Regions from separate parts of the Arachis hypogaea genome. Here region 2 is linked to region 1. A link is a contact called in public Hi-C data. All regions are on one chromosome and are shown on one strand. The core of a region is the stretch at or near the end of the contact, and the rest is flanking DNA. Distances in the headings are between cores, read along the strand shown.

Region 1 (5,154 bases), core at 1,621-4,120:
CTTCACCGTGAACTTGTCGATGCAGTTCGTGGGAGGTAAAACACCCAACAGATCCTCGAACCATGCCCACGCTGGGTGGCCACCTTTGATATGTCACTCAAAGTCTGTGAGGCATCCACTGACATACTGACTGTCGATCGAAGACCTAATTGGTACGCTACATCCTGCAGCATGATTGTGCACTCTCCGAACAACATGTGAAAGTATGCGTCTCTGGACGCCATCTCTCCATGAATGTTCTCACTAGTGGCTCAATCAATCTAAACCAAGTCTCGTTCAGCCTTACAAGATAGTATAACTCGGCCATCTGTAAGTACGGCACGATCCTGTCATCCAGGAGCGTACTGTGTTGCCTTCTTACGCTGGTAATACATCGATGGACTACACAACGATAGCAAATTTTTTTTAAAACCATAATAAAACAGTGTTCGATTGAAAGCTAAACCCAAACATAGAATCTCACACGTTCAAACAAAAGAAAAAACGGTAAAACTAAATGGGCTTAAGTACGTTACTGCCCTAAAAAAAAAATTTATCTTCAATGTATAAAACATATTGCAATACTCAATCAGTATTATGACTGCAACAATTGGTTACAGTGAATCCTACTCCTATTCTACTTCTCGCTGAATATAAAATAAATAACTTAAAAAATCTAACATAGCCTACCATCACTAACCTAACTAACAATTTTAGGTAGCATTTCAAGTTTTCAAAATCTAACCAACTAATAGCTTACTACTTCTAACCAGCAATTATATTGTAAAAATTAACTTTCTAATTCCTAACTAAGGACTGTAAACAACTACTATTAAAAGCATGTTAACATTACTTCCATGATTACATTATGTTGAAAACAAAAATTTTCATTCACTAACTTCTTCATGGATAGTACCAGCAATATGTGCGACTCCATCTAACCGATAGATACAATTTGGATTGTCCTCCATATGTACAAATTTGAATTTTGTGGGGTTTCTTTCCAAAATCTTCGAGGAGGGTTCTTTGTGGTGGGGTTAGAGGGGTTTCGAATGTTGCTTGTAATTCGAAATAGTTGAATTCAAATTCTATATATAGGCCTATTATAAGTAAATCGACTTCATTAGTTTCGATTTACCATGGACTCTCAACGGCAATAAATCGAAGCCATTAGATTCAATTTAGTGAGGGTGACAAATTGAAACAGTTTGTTTTGATTTACTATGGGCGAAATTCGAATCAATACCAGCCTACTGTAAATCGACTTCAACGGATTCGATTTATCAAGAGGGAACTAAATTGGCCATATAAATCGAAACTTATTCATTCGATTTACTGTTAGTTACCCTAATTCGAATTCTTTGAATTTGATTTATGTTTGAACTACAAAATCAAATAATTTGAATCAAATAGATTCAATTTAGTACTAACAATCCTAATTCGAATTCGATAAATTTGATTTACATTAGAATATGAAACGAAATAATTACGTAATATTTTTAAATTTAAAGAATACACGTAAAATTAGAGTTATTTTAGTTTATCAAAGTGAATTATCTAAAAAAAAGCAGCCACCAACAATTACATTCATATATATCTGGTATTTATACAAAAAATTTATTATATTAATATAGAATAATTTAATTATTTTATTGATTGATTTTTGTTAAAAAAATATATAAGATAACTAAATAATTTTTTAAATTAATTTTGTAAAATATGATGTATAAAAAAACATATAAAAAATATTTTAAAACATAAAATCACATTATATGAACACAAAAAATAATACATATTTCACATCAATAGATTCTCTGAATATCACGTTTTATAAGATTAACTCAAAAAAATTATTTACGTGAAATAATATATATAAATATATATTTTTTTGTGTTTATAAAATATTTTTGTTTTTTTTAATCTGCAAAATATATTAACTTTTAAATTAATCTAAATATTTTGTATAATTTTCAAGTATGGCTCGCATTTCGCATAGGATTAAACACGCACATTTTGGTTACTCTACTATTAGAAAATTTTTCTAAAAATATTTCTTCTAAAGTAAACAATTAATTGATAAAATAAAACAAAAGTAAAAATTTAATTATTATTAAATTTATAATTTTCATTGTACGTAAATTTTACTATTTTAGTTTAAAAATAATTAAATTCTTACTTTTTTAATTTAAAAGAAGTTAATCCAAAAAGGTTTTGGTTATATATAAAAAAACTTGTGAAAATTCTGCAGTCGAACAATTTTCCAAGACATGTTGACCATAATATATCTACATAAACATATCCACGACACAGTAAACTTTATTTTATTTTATTTAAAAAAAAAAGAAGAATATAAATTTAGTTTGGCTAAATACATTTAAAAGAAAAAGATAGACAATAAGTTTAGGAGAAAACTAAATGAGCTGGCATCAGCAACTTAGGACATGAGTCATGAAACTTTCATTTTCTTCAATTGTTGGAAGATCAAAAACTAGAATCATGACCCTTTTTCCTTTTTGTATTATCTTCTGGGCACGAAATGAAAGCTACGCATTAAAATCCCAAAGTGGTTTCCACATTTCCCATTCCACACTCAAGAGAGCAACACCCACAAAGAAAGCAAGAAAGACATTGTTCTGATCTGAACCACCCCCACATTACTATTACTCTTATTATTAATTTATTATTAGTTTATTACTATATTATAATCTAACCTCCTTCACGCACCTGCACTATACCGTCACACAAAAAGTCTCAATAATAATAAGGGTTTAAATTAAAAAAAATTGTTTTAACATTTATATTGTTTTATTCTACTTTATTGTGTTGAATTTTTGCTTTAAAAAAAATAATTAAATAAAGATAAATAGAAAAAAAAAAAGCAAGAAGGTGCATGCTAGGCCTATCGCTCTCAATCAAACATCAAAAACAAATATACTTTTGTTTTCTCAATTCTCATCAAACAAAAACTGCATAATTGCGAAGGCATTGTTGTTGTATTCCCAGCCTAGCTAGCAAGCTTGCCAGCCAAACCCACGTGCCGTATAGTCTTTCTTTCTTTCTCTGACCACCCAAAACGCCGCCGTTTCATTGCTAGCCCTTGCCCTTCCTCTGTCTCTCCACCCTCTGGATTTTAATTATCTCGAAGGGTAGAGAGAGAAGAAAGAAAAAGAAAAAAAAAAAGAAACTAAAGAGAAAAAGAGATAGAGAGAGGTGCGAGTTTTGTGATGTAGAGAGAAAGAGAGGTTTTTGAATTCCCAAAAATTAAATGCACGCGTATAACAGGCTACCGAGCAGTGGCCACTCATCGCCGTCGCCGCCGCCGTCACCACTGCGATCACCAAGGCTCCGACACGGTAGGTCCAAAACAGGAAGGTTTTCTCCGGGACACCCTGGCGCCGGCGGAGGGGTTGGCCGGACCGCCGCGCAGCGCCTTGCGTGGTCGTTTCTTTCGCTGCTTTTGCGGCGGCAAGGGGTTTTCCTTTTCGCGCCGTTAATCTACATCTCAGGGATGCTTCTCTACATGGGCTCCGCCTCATTCGACGTCGTTCCGGTCATCAAGCACCGCCCTGCGCCAGGCTCCGTTTACCGTAGCCCTCAGCTCTACGCCAGGCTTCGCCCTGAGATGGATGCTGATAATTCTTCTGCAGATGCGGTTAGTGTTTGTTACCCTTGCTCGGATTCAATTTGTTTTGCGCATTCAATGGATTTCAAATCTGTACTGGAGTTTTCTTATTTCTGGATGGGATTTGTTGTTTGTTAAGTTGTGATTTGCTTTTGGTATTGAGAGATGGAATATGTGTGTTGTGTTTTATGGAATTAGAGAATTTGGAGAGTAGGAAGATGGAAACGGAGATAGTGATGCATTATTATAATGCTTTGTTTTTTGATATTTTGGATGTTGAACGATATGCTTATATATATATATATATATATATATATATATATATATTTTTTTTTTTCTTTGGATATAGAATTTGACTGTAGCTTTTGATTATTTGTGACTAGTTATGCAGTGTATTTGTTGTTAATAAGTTAATTGCTTGGTTGTTTTCTCGACAAGTTTTGCTGATTTGCTAGTGTGACTGGGTAGGAAGCCTTTAAGCTTTCTGATGCATTTTTATGAAGTTTTGTTACCACAAGTTTGAATGTAAGGTGAGTTACTGATTGATGAACTACGCAATAAGAGATTGAGCTAGACAGCTAGTTAGCCTCTCATTTCGCATGTGATCTCGCCAATGGCTAATTGGCTACTAGGGAGCTGTTTCTGATGAATTATCTGTGTATGAATGTTGTGATTGTGATGGTGTTAGAAGTTTTCTCATGGTGGGACTTGGGAGGTTTATTGGGCCGAGCATGTATTTTATTAGGCATTTTGAGATAAGAAAACAACTAGTTAGTTATGCTGTGCATTTGTTCTTGACTTAGGTCATTATTAATATAGATAGGAAGGAATACATTTCTTTTAATTTTTTTGTGGCTTTGCATTGGCTATATAGGACATTTGATTCATATCAGGCATCTTTCTTATCTAATTATTATCTTCATCTTTTTGAAAAGTTGAAACTGTTCTGTTATCTAATTTTCTTCTGAGTACTTTATAGATCTTCATACTCTAGAGTCCCCCCCTTCTTTTTCTCTTTTGTCTTTTCTATTCTGTTGTTTTTGCTATTATCCTGTCATGGCTACTTTGTGTGACGACCTAGTGACTTCCATTCAGATATCAACAATCTGGAAGATTCCATATAAAGGTGGCGAGTGGAAACCATGTGTTAACAGATCTTCACAAGGTAAAATATGCTTATATTTATTCAAGTGTATGATGCCATTTCCATTTTTATCAGACGTGTAACTTATATGTTAAAAGCTCTAGAGCTCCAGCTAATTTATGAAGTTGATCCTTCTTATTTGGATACCATATGTTTGATCTTGTTGCTTAATATTTTCTGGGCACAATATATCTAGGACTAGGAACCATGCCTGAATCTTCTGCTAGTATACTTCTTTCATTAACTATGATTATATATAATAGATTTACATTTTATGTTATTGACAGGCCTACCTGAATCAAATGGATTCATATATGTAGAAGCTAATGGTGGCTTAAATCAGCAACGGACATCAGTTAGTGTCTCCTTGCATTCCTTGTTTTTATATATTCTAAGTACACTTAGTTTA
Region 2 (5,154 bases), core at 1,709-4,208, 430 kb before region 1:
TAATAAAATGACCAATGCCAAATTTATTTACCATAAAAAAATTGCCCAATTTATTTAAATATATATTTTTCTCAAGAAGAGAACAAAAGTGCAAATGCATTGAACTCAGAGGTTACTACGGAATCCGTGACTCTGAACCCACTGTGGCATGTTTAAATTCGGTCATAGGAATTAAAGCCTGAACTCTGAAGTGAAGAGCAAACAGGTGTTTGATTTCTCCTTCCATGAAGATTTCATCTTTTAACGTTGTCTTAATGGCCTTGTCTTATTGCTACTCTTGGACTTGAAGGTAGTTACATATGTTTCTCAGAGAGAAATTTTTAACTAATACTTAGGTTAACTATCAATATCTTTAAGTGTTATCCTGTTACCAAATAAACCTAAAGTATTAAATATCCCAAAAACATGTACTTATATTATAAATATGAACATTTTTTTATATAATTAAAACCAAATGGATTATTTTAAAATCATTTTTCAAGTAAAATATTTAAATATAAATTAATTGTATAATTGATTAATAAAAGCTGTAAATAAATAACAAATTGTAATTAACTATGTAAAGGAAAAGTTATTGTATAAGAGAAGTTTTTCTTCAAATGTATTTTGTAAGCATACAGTAATTTCTGGCAGTAGAAATTACATAGCAGAAAGAAAAATAAAAATAGGAGGGAAATTAAATAACGTACAATGTGTCTTGCCAGTAATAGTAGCATCAAGAAGCAAATTCCCATTAGTATTGTTTGCCATGACCACTGCCACATAATAAAACCACAAAAATCACTTTTTGAGACACAATATAGATGGAAACAAATACCATTGTTTATGAATGCAAGTGGTATTGTGTGTATATGTATATTATTTTGGAGGAATAATGTTTGTACTATTTAATTTTTTGTCTTCTTTTATTTTTTATCATTTATTTTTAATATTAAAATGAAAATTATACAAAAATACATAAAAATAGTGTATATAATTTTTTTTTATTTTCTCTGTGTTCATGCATTATGTTTTTGTAATATATATAAAAGGAGTAGTATATAATTATATATATGTATATTTTAATTAATTAACCTCATGAACATTGTGAAAGACAGAAGTCATAACAGGAACCAGGCCCATTTGTTTAGTGAAATGTGTGATTCCAAGGAGGCTCTTAAGTTGTTGCAGTGAAACAATTATAGCTGCTCCAGCCATGAAACCAATAAGTATGGCCTTTGATAAAAAGTCAATGATAAACCCAAGCCTGCATTAAATATAATTATGGTAGTATAATTGAGAAATTTGGAAAGATGAAAAGAATATTACTAAAGATAACAAGACCAATAATTATTATATATTATGTTTATGATATGATATATAATAATATAATCCTACTATAACGATTTGCAATACAATTAATTGGACTATTTCAGAAATATTTTGACCCCCTGAACATTTTACACTCATCTATATACTAAAAATAAAAAACAAAATATCAATTTTGTAATATTTTTTTAATCTCTACTACTAATTATATGTAATAATTATTACTATTTTTTTATAAAATTAAAATTATATATTTTACCGTGTCTGACAAAACACATGACAGACACGTGTGTATCTTACTAAAAAAAATCTTATAATAATTTTGTGCGTCTAAATAAGTGATAAGTAATAACTCTAGTAATTGTAATTGAAATTAAAAGGAGAAAAAGGGAAGAAAAGTGCAAATAAACATAAAAAGTGATTATTAATTAATGTATTAACCTTAGAATCCCAAGAGAAGCTTGAAAGAGACCAGCAAAGAAGGTAGAAGTGAAAGCAAGCTGAAGAAAGAGAAGAGGGTCTGTTGTTGGAGACACTTCTTGCCTCAACATGGATCCAAGAACAAGAGAAGCAATTGAAACTGGTCCTACAGCTAGGTCCCTTGAGCTTCCAAGCACAGCATAAACAAGTGGCGGAACAAAGCTAGAATCTAAAATAAACAACAACAAAAATATATGCCAAAATCAACCAACATAACATAACAACTCACCCCCCATCATAGCACAACTTGTGCGGAACAAGAATCAATAATAATACACTTACATAGTCCCACAATTGGAGGAAGGTTTGCAAGCTTTGCATAACTGATTCCCTGAATAACAAAAGGAAAATCCATAATTCAATAAAAAAAATATATAAACACAAAATGTCTAAAATTCAATCCTGATTACACTTTATTATATTATTTTAAATAAAAATTTAGTTTCAATTTAAAATTATTTATGTGAATAATACACAAATTAAAATGAGAGTGTACATTATTTACATTTCAAACATTAAAAAAAAAATAGAAAGAAAAAACACGTGTCAAATTTACATGTAGCTTTATGGAAAAGTTTATTAGGCTTTTAGGAGAAATAGTTTACGAGACAGAAAGAACATTTGGACTATGCAAAGTGCCTAACCTGAGGGATGGCCAAACTAGCAATGGTGAGGCCAGCGATAAGGTCAGATTTGAAGAGTTGGAAGGTATAATTAGGACCCCATTGAAGAATAGGGAAGAAATATTGAGCTCCAAGAACAAATTTGGTCTTCAAAGGTTGTCCCTTGAATTGCCTCAAAGGATCATCAGGGAAGAATGTTTCCTTGAGCCTAGCCTTGAGCTTCTGGAAGGTGCTCTTGTGTGGTGGAGCCACAACATGGTGCACTTCTTCCATTGCCACTTCTACACAATGAGAATGCAAAATAATATTGTTGTTATTGTTATGTTCCATTAGGAATAACACAATAATAATAATAATAATAATAATAATAATAATGTTGATGTATGTATATGTTATCTAAGGTAAGGGGTATGTATATATATGTGGGTTTCGAGAGAAATGGTTTGGTTCCTTTTTATTTGAGAGTTCCTCAACCTACCCCATTCATCAACACAAACAAAGACCGCTATAATAAAAACAAGATCGCACCCTGTGTTTACTAAAGTACAAAAGGATAAAAACAAATAAACATACAATAATAGTTTCAGAAATTGAAAAGAAAAGAAAATAATAGTGTTGTATATGCCAAAACGTTGTGTATGTGAGGTAACTTAATTGAGTCCTTAATTCACATTTCATTTACCTGTTTGGTATAATGATCAGTAATAAAAAAATACTTTTAAATATAAAAATCAATCACAAATATCTTGTTGTGAATCCGATATATAATTAATAAATTTGATTATAACTATAAATTTTATTTGGTTTTTTAATTAAATTTAATTTAACTGTTATTATAAGTTGTATGTCTCTCAAAAATATTATTATTAAAATATTTATAAATGTGAAATATCAATTATTTTATGAATTAATTTTTGAGTTGAGTTTTACTAAACGTTTAAATCTATTTAATTTTTATATATTATTAATATAAAAAATGTTATACAAATTTAATTATGTATTATCATATTAACAGAGCAACTAACTTTTAAATATATTATTTAAAAATAATCTAAATACATAAATATAATTGAATAATCGTATATTGTTAGTGCGTTAAAATAATTATAACCTAATTATAAATGATTCTTTTTTTCTTTTAACACTATACTAGCTACTGTCCAATTAAAATTTACTACTGCCTCTTACTCAAACATGTACATGGATATATGCAATAGATAGATATCATTTATAACCACAAAAAATAAATGATATTAAGGCCCCACAACATTTTTCATTTGTCTATCTTTGAATCTCCAAAATCACTTTCGAGTTTTGACTAATGGAGTCTTCTCTCTTCTCTCATCAATGTTCAAAGTTGATGAAGAATGAAATCAAATCATCATCATCATCATCATCACTTTGTAACTTTCAACTTTCCCTCGAACAATTTGCTCCATCAGCGCATCATTAGCAGGATTATTATGATTATGTGCCTCACAGTACATTATTCCTACCAACATGACGTGATTCTTTCCTTATGATTTTACGTGCTATCATTAATTAATAGAGAAAGTATATAAGAGATTAATTTTTAATTAGTCAATATATTAGCTAATCTTTTTAATTTTAAAAATATTTATTTTTAAAAATTTTAAAATTTAAGATAAATAAAATAATTTAAAAAAAATTAATTAATATTAATTAAAAATAGTCTTTTTATAATATTATTACTACAAAAAAATGAAATTTAGTGGCAGTTTTTATAGAAATTAACGACAATTTTAAACTGCTGCAAAATGAATTACCAGCGTTTGGAAAAACGTTGCCGTATAGAACGTGGAGGTTTATTTTCAATAACTCAATAAGTAACAGTTTTGGTTTTAATAAGAGTGTATTTATATAAATTTTATATGAATGTATCAAATTATCTACAACCCTCTCTCCTTTACAATTGAACGAGTAATGAATTGAATAATTGTGAAAAATAGAAAAATAGAGAGGATTCATTTACACTAAGTGTAAGTCTTATTGATTTATACCATTGAGGTGATAAATTTCATCAACTCAAATGTAAAATTATGTTATATATATTATTATGATAACCATTCAAAATTTTAGAAATCCAGATATCAATAAATGTGTAATCTAATAGTCGTATTCAATTCTAATTTTACAACTACAATATATATAAAAATAAAGCGAAAATATTAGATGACGTCATAATAATTAAGTCATTTTGATAACTAAGTTCAATTAAGTTAATTTAGTAGTTTAAAGATTAATGGTTAAAAATTTTAATTAAAAAAATAAGAAAAAACAGAGACATAACAAAAAAAATTAATTAGATTTAATTATAAAAATTTGTTTATTTAATATTTCTCATAATAAAATATTACAACAAAATATCAAATCAATGATAAATTTTATAAAATTTTATTCAATTAATTTATTTAATGAGATATTGAAATTTAATAGTTAAATTAATAAAATTCATTATGTATAATAAGAAAATATCGATAGACGACACGGTAAATCAACTGGACTTACATAACAGATTCTTTCTCTAAAAAATAATAATAAAAAAACACTTATCTTTAATATAGAAGAGAGAGTGTAACACAACATTTCAAAAAGTATATTGATTGAAGAATGAAGACACTTTGTTCTCTCATCCTCATAGATCAGTAATTGTGTAATGAAAGCTAAAACACATAGCTAAGAGAATAATATTGGTTATGTTTCCCTCTTTTTTCTTAGAGAA

The links. Hi-C and Micro-C count contacts between places; a contact is called where the count stands out from the background.
Region 2: a contact with region 1 is called in a Hi-C map of leaf, with 1.9 times the contacts expected there. The contact joins the promoter of LOC112742000 here to the promoter of LOC112741999 in region 1. A contact is called at or near these places in 3 of 8 Hi-C or Micro-C datasets (leaf and an unstated tissue).

The regions. Positions count from the first base shown.
Region 1 is chr14:38,628,565-38,633,718 of arahy.Tifrunner.gnm2.J5K5, reverse strand. LOC112741999 (protein ESMERALDA 1) reads left to right here and starts at 2,870. Exons shown (of 10, transcript XM_025791210.3): 1 at 2,870-3,631; 2 at 4,697-4,766; 3 at 5,033-5,100. The coding sequence starts at 3,245.
Region 2 is chr14:39,058,261-39,063,414 of arahy.Tifrunner.gnm2.J5K5, reverse strand. LOC112742000 (probable sulfate transporter 3.3) reads right to left here and starts at 2,958. Exons shown (of 13, transcript XM_025791211.3): 1 at 2,433-2,958; 2 at 2,071-2,119; 3 at 1,750-1,957; 4 at 1,075-1,246; 5 at 690-755. The coding sequence starts at 2,741.